2 separate regions of the Mus musculus genome follow, and region 2 is linked to region 1. A link is a contact called in public promoter capture Hi-C data. All regions are on one chromosome and are shown on one strand. Each heading gives the region's core, a stretch centred on a gene start, on an enhancer-like site or on the middle of the called end of the contact. The rest is flanking DNA. Distances are from core to core; before and after follow the strand shown. Region 1 holds the start of Asxl2 (additional sex combs like 2, transcriptional regulator). Region 2 holds the start of Dnmt3aos (DNA methyltransferase 3A, opposite strand).

Region 1 (3,394 bases), core at 416-2,915:
ACAGCCTGGAACTTGCTCTGTAGCAGACCTTATGGATAACCCAAGCTTCTAATCTTCTTAGTGCTTAGATGACAAGGATGCACCATGACACAGAAAATATTTTGACAGAGAAAATATTGCCAATAGTAAGGAGTTCTATGAACTGCTGAAACCCATCTAGGGAGCGCCTACATTCTAGACAACAGGTTATCACTAGAGATGTGCCTTCATGGTGAAGGCCTGCAATCCCCGGTACTATGGAGGCTGAATAATTTGGATTGCAAGGTCAAAACTTGCCGAAGCTGGGGGCTGGAAAGATGGCTCAGCGGTTAAAAGCACAGACTGCTCTTCCAGAGGTCCTGAGTTCAATTCCCAGCAACCACATGGTGACTCACAACCATCTGTAATGAGATCTGATGCCCTCTTCTGGTGTGCATGAAGATAGAAATCCGTGTACACTTGCCTAAGCTACAGAACGAATTCAAGAACAGTCTGGATAATTTAGGGGGACGCTGCCTATGTAAAAACAACAGAATGGCTGGAGTACAGCTGAGTGGTAGAAGGCTTATGCTAGCCTGCAGGCTCAATCCCCAGTACCCATGGGAGGCGGAGAGCTTGCATTGAGCCACATCCCTAGCCGCTGTGCATTCTCCTCTATGTTGTTTACAAGAACAGATAATCAGAGATAAAATGTTCTGGATATTCAGGAGGGTGTTACTGACATTATGAAGAGTGAATAGTTTCTTGACTAGACATAGCTGAACCATTCAACAAATATTTAACGGATTCCTGATACATATAGGCTCTGTGCCAAGGGAGATAAAACATACTTCTTTGATGATACCAATCACATGTAAAAACACAATGCGATTTCTAAACTCCTTTTTAAAAAATATTTATTTTATGTATGAGTACACTGTAGCTGTCTTCACTGTAGCTGACACACCGGAAGAGGGCATCGGATCCCATGGTTGTGAGCCACCATGTGGTTGCTGAGAATTAAACTCAGAACCTCCGGAATAGTCAGTGCACTTATCCTCTGAGCCATAAACGTGGTTTCTGTTGGCCTAAAAAAGGTCTATTTACTTTGCGAGACAAGGCTTGGTAGCTAACAACTTAGTTTTTGGTATATTCACATCCTATACTAGAGAGTTGGTAAATCAATCTAACCTGTCTCATCTATTAATCAGATTAATAATAGACAAGAACTGCACGCGGTACGTCTTCAAAAAGATAAGCTTTGTAAAAAATGAACTTGAGGACAAGACGATGCATGCCTGTAATTACCAGTAATGGGAGACAGAAGTTCGGAGTTTAAGGTCCGCCTTACCTGAGCCTGTACCACAACAAAATAAAACATGCTGATTAAAACGGTAGTTGGCAAGATCACTTGATCGTCGGGCTCTTTAAGTTTCCAGAGCCACTCCTCAACACACGCTGCACGTAACCGCGCAATCAGCCTTTCCCGAAAGGAGCAGATTCTGTTTCCGCCAGAAGATCTTCCCGGCGGGTGTGACCGCCAGACATCCGACCCACAGACCATGGGCCGCCCTCCGTCGTGCGCAAGGGCTCGATGCGGAGACACCGGAAGTGCAGGGGCGTGGCTAACTGCTGCAGCCTGCCGGTCCGACGCCGAGGCTGGGGGCGCGCGCAAGTGCGCGCTCGTTCGCGCGGCCTGCAGCGTACAGTAGTGACGGCCGCGCGGCAGGGGTCACGTGACCACAGAAGCTGCTTGTACAGTAAGAACCCAATATGGCAGCGGCGGTAGCAGTGGCAGCGGCAGCAGGACCGGCCACCCCGTAGAGCCCCCTACCCCCGCCACTGCGCGCCTCCGCGGCCGCTTGCTCGCTGAGTTGCTTCTCGGGTCCGACTTCCCCTTTCTCCCACCTTTCCTGGCACCGCGGGAAAAGCAGTGCAGGGCGCAGCAGGCGAGGGAACGCAGCCGGAGCCGGGGCACGGAAGCCTCCCAGTCAGTCAGAACCGACATGAGGGAAAAGGGCCGTAGGAAGAAGGGCAGGACCTGGGCGGAGGCCGCCAAGACGGTAAGGAGGAGGGAGCAGAGAGAAAGGCTGGCAGGAGTTCGTTTTCTCGCCGGCCACCCGTCGCAAGGCAAGGGAGGTCACTTGGCCCCGCGACCGGGTTGAGGATCAGGAAAGCGCGCGCAGAGAGCGGCAGTTACGGGCGCGTTGGAGAGCCGTGAGGAGACCGAGGCGTCGGCGCGAGGAATCCGTCGCGCGACTGCGACTTCTCGCGGTGGCTACGACTGGACCTCCTCGGTGTTGTGAGGTTGCCTTTCGGGGTCATGTCGCTGTCGCCCCTACACTGTTACCCCTTGTCTCGGCCCTGTGTGTTGTGCTTGCCCAGTAACCGGTTCTTCTCCCTTGTGCGCCTCGGAGAGCCCCGATTGGATGCAGACAGGAGGCGGTTTGTGCGTGCTTCCAGCCCCGGAAAGGAGAGGGGAGCGCTTGAGCTCGGTGGCGTTCTCCTGTCGAGGCAGAGGTGCTGCCAGACCGGGGCCCCCGCTTATCTTGCTCCGGGAGCCAATGTGAGGTCACGAGGCTTTTGTGTTTGCTGTGAGAGCTGAAAGTGCAGGAGGTGTTTAGAAACGAAGTAACAGGTGGGACTCAGAATTTTTTTTTCTGTTTCCGTAGAGACCTACTCTGAGTAAGGCTGCAATGCATGGTGGGACGTGTAGTTTATTGGCTTTCTTTTTCTCCTTTCCTTTTTCCTTTCCTTTCCTTTCCTTTCCTTTTCTCTCCTCCCCTCCCCTCCTCTTTTCTTTTCTTTTCTTTTCTTTTCTTTTCTTTTCTTTTCTTTTCTTTTCTTTTCTTTTCTTTTCATTTCTTTTCTTCTTTTTTAAGTTAAAGTGAAAGTGGACCGGACCAATGAAGTTGTGATTAGTGCCCCTCACTCCAATTTTGTTATATGGAATTTAAAAGTCATTTAGCAATGAGTATTTGTGAGAAACATTGTTTTGAAAAATTTAAAACGTGTATTTACGAAGAAAAGAAACCTTAAGGAGAAATTGAAGTTTCATCAAGCATTAGTAGCATTTCAACCTCTTTAATAGTGGACAACATAGTGGGTTCTAATAACTGAACCTTTATGAATTATACGTTTTATTTTCTCTTTAAAAAGATGTGTGTGGGGGCTGGAGAGATGGCTCAGTGGTTAAGAGCATTGACTGCTCTTCCAGAGGTCTTGAGTTCAATTCCCAGCAACCACATGGTGGCTCACAACCATCTGTAATGGGATCGGATGCCCTCTTCTGGTGTGTCTGAAGATAGCAACAGTGTATTTGCATACATTAAATTAATTAATTTTAAAAAGGTGTGTATGTGTATGTGTATGTATGTATGGAGTGTGTACGTGGCTATGGAGCACGCATGTAGAGGTGATAGGACAACTTGTAGGA
Region 2 (3,394 bases), core at 532-3,031, 440 kb after region 1:
TAGCTGTTCAAAATGCCGCCCCCCCCCTTTTAAAAGGGTTATCTATTTTATGTATAGGAGTACACTGTAGCTGTCTTCAGACACACCAGAAGAGGGCATCAGATCCCATTACAGATGGTTGTGAGCCACCATGTGGTTGCTGGGAATTGAGCACAAGACCTCTGGAAGAACAGTTAGTGCTCTTAACTGCTGAGCCATCTCTCCAGCCCCTAAAATGCCCCTTTTGGTAAGCCCCCAGCTCCTCCCCAGAAACTGGAAGGCTACTTTGGTCCATTGACTGCAGTCTGGCTTCCTCTCTCTGGGTAGTTCCTGTAGGTGGATTTACTCTGCCCAGTTGCCCAGGTCCCAAGAGCCCTAGGGAGAGAGGCCATGCTTAGTCCAGGGTCTAGAGGGCAAGGGGTCAGCTATGGTGTAGGAGTCATGAGTTCACTTGAACCTCAGGTCAGTGATGACTCAAAGGAAATGGAGTGGTCCACTGTGTAGAGTGCTTGCCCAGCACAAATGAAGCCCAGGGTTCCACCCCAGCATTGTATAAACCGAGTGTGGTAGAGCACACTTGTAATTCCAGCACTCAAGAAGCCAAGTGGTGGGGAGGTAAGGATCAGGAATTTAAGAGTAGCCTTGGCTGCATGAGGCTATCCTGGGCTGCACGAGGCTAGCTTGGATTAGGTGAGTCTCAATCTCAAAAAACAAAACAAAGTAGGAACCAAAGTCAAGCAGGAGAGGATAGGGGCCATTAGGAAGAGGGCCTGATGGTGGTGGGGCTGGAATCTAGCTCACTGTAGCAGTTACATAATACACAGAAGAAAGGCTCTGGGTTTGATTCCCAGCACCAAAATGGGGAGGGGTGAGGGATGGGGTGGGCCAATGGGAAGGGGTGGGCCTTTCAGCCATCGAGCTGATCCTAGGCTTACAGCTCAGCTGTGTGCTAGATTCCCATCTCTTCATCCACCTGTGTACTGGCTCCCACCTCTGGGTGTGTCTGATGCTACTGCAGAGGGGTTCCTTCTGGCAGGGCTGGTGGGGAAGCACCTACGCAGTGTGCTTGAAAGACTGAGGCCAGGCAGAGAGATAGCACTCCCGGCTCCCAAGGCTACGGAGTTGGTACCAACAGGAAGTGAGTCCTTGGGTACGGAGGCTGTATGATCCTCATGTAAGAAGGAAGCCTCTAGGATGATCTCGGGCCGCTCTGCAGGGGAAGCCTACAGTGAAGAGAGAGAGAGCATCTAAGAGAGATTGCTTCTGTCCAAGTGCAACCTGCCCACCTCCCTGCAGTACAGGTTGGCTTTGCAGTATCTGGTACCACTGGTCCCTGGAAAGTGTCCACCAGGGCAACGAGGCATGGCCTTCTCTCATGCGTGACTCACCTTAACCTTGCAGAGTGACAGAGTGACAGACTGACAGAGGAAGTTTCCATGCTGAGGTGGGTCAGACACATGGTGTGGGAGCTGGGGAATAAAGGAAGTAGGTGGTCATCTGTTTGCTCCTCTCTTCTGATGCAGCTGCCCAGCAGCCTGGCTTGCCTGTGGAGGCTTTCTCTCTCCCACCTGGCACTTCCTCCTTGTGCTGCAGCCTCCGGAACCCCCAGCTGCTGGGGCAGACAGCAATGCATCTCCTCAGCATGTTCTCTTTCCCAGGTGAAGAGCCCGAAGCATAGACTGGTGGATCAACAGTCCAACTGCTGGTCCCTCAGGAGGTGGCAGTCAGACTCTGGGTTTGCCACTTCTCAGGGGTCCTCTCCAGAGAGCAGTGAGCTCACACTTCCATCCCAGACATGAAATGGAGGCTGTGAGGGGAGGGGCCAGCAGCTCAAACCTCTCAGGCCATGTGCTGATGCTGCAGCCTTTCTGAGGCGAGCTTGGCATTTCTCTCTATACTTGGACCCCTGGGACTGCCCTACAGATAGACTTAGCTATAGGGAACTGGAGGTCATAGGACTCTACAGCAGCTCAGCCCCAGAACCCACAGTGGGTGTGAGTCATAGAGCATCCACTGAGTAGGAGGGAGAGCCATATGCACGAATGTGGAGAGACGCCATTGCATTTGTCAGGGGAGAAGCGAGTTCTAGAACCTTCTGGGTAGCATAATAAAACATGATCTTGAATCTCGTGTGTGTGAATGTGTGGATGAACTCGTAGCTTACATGTGATTGTGAAAAGTCTAAAAAGGAAACCTAGCCCTTTGGCACATGCCTGCCATCCCAGCCCTTGCCACACAGAGCAGGAGGATCAAGAGTCAAGGCCAACCTCAGATACACAGTTTGATTGAAACCAGCCTAGATTACATGAAGCCTTGTTTTATTTTGTTTATTTTTTAATTATGTATATGAATGTTTTGCCAGCATGTATATATATCACCATGTGCATGCCTGGTGGATGTCAGAAGAGAGCACTGGACCCCTTGGAACTGGAGTTCTAGTTGTAAGCCACCATGGGGTTGCTAGGAATTGAACCTAGGTCCTCTCTGAGAGCCATTAACCAGGAGCCATTTCTTTAGCCTGAGATGGAACGAAACATCTAAAAAAGATGGAGTATGGCCCCCACACCTTTAACTCTAGCACTCAGGAGGCAAAGGCAAACGGATCTCCTTGAGTTCCAGGTGAGCCAGAGCCACATGCTGGGACCCTATTGGGGATGAGGGTGGGGGCTGAAAAGGATGTTATCAAGCTACTAATGATTTTCAGGGAGAAAATAACTTGGGGGGAGACCAATAGACAGACAGACACTTTCATAGAGACGATCAGAGGATAACTTGCAACTGGTTCTCTCCTTCCAATATGTGGGTCCTGGTTATCAGACTCAGGTCCTCAGCTTGGAAGCAAGTACCCTTACCTGCTGAGCCATTGTGCCAGCTTAGCTTTGGTTTGCACAATTCAAATTTTATGGGGCTGGGGACTTGGCTTAGTGGCCCTGATATAATTCCCCACCCCACATAAACTGGGTGTGTTGGTACATGCCAGTAATCCCAGCATGCAGGTGGCAGAGGCAGAGTTTAAGGTGATCCTTAGCTACATAGTAAGTTTGAGGGTAACCTGGGCTAACTGTGACTCTGTCACACAAAAATAAATTACATATGTCTGATTATTTTAAAAGACTTATGTATGTATATGAGCACTGTATTTGCATGTGTGTGTGCATAACAAGAGTACATCAGAAACAGAAGAGGGCATCAAATTCCACTATAGATGGTTGTGAGCTGCCATGTATTTGCTAGGAATTGAACTGGGGACCTCTGGAGGAACAGCCAGTGCTCTTAACCACTGAGCCATCTCTCCAGCCCTGTATGTCTGGTTTTTTTATTATTATTACTAATTAAGATTTATATATTTTTGTTGGTAGATTCTTAGTGTGTTGTCCTGACTGACCTAGCACTCAAAGAGATTGATTTGCCTGCC

The links. Capture Hi-C pulls out chosen DNA fragments and counts their contacts.
Region 2: a promoter capture Hi-C map of pancreatic islet shows a contact between it and region 1. The contact joins the promoter of Dnmt3aos here to the promoter of Asxl2 in region 1. A contact is called at or near these places in 1 of 39 promoter capture datasets (liver), 2 of 484 Hi-C or Micro-C datasets (CD4 T cells and embryonic stem cells), 2 of 115 datasets of contacts at active chromatin or transcription factors (embryonic stem cells and memory CD8 T cells) and 1 of 9 other capture datasets (pancreatic islet).

Annotation. Positions count from the first base shown.
Region 1 is chr12:3,425,192-3,428,585 of GRCm38.p6, forward strand. It overlaps Asxl2 (additional sex combs like 2, transcriptional regulator), which reads left to right and starts at 1,666. Exons shown (of 13, transcript NM_001270988.1): 1 at 1,666-2,021. The coding sequence starts at 1,965. It overlaps 1110002L01Rik (RIKEN cDNA 1110002L01 gene), which reads right to left and starts at 1,556. Exons shown (of 3, transcript NR_030694.1): 1 at 1,310-1,556.
Region 2 is chr12:3,860,463-3,863,856 of GRCm38.p6, forward strand. Dnmt3aos (DNA methyltransferase 3A, opposite strand) reads right to left here and starts at 1,782. Exons shown (of 4, transcript NR_045884.1): 1 at 1,548-1,782; 2 at 1,368-1,448; 3 at 1,037-1,202. All of the region lies in intron 3 of Dnmt3a (DNA methyltransferase 3A), which reads left to right.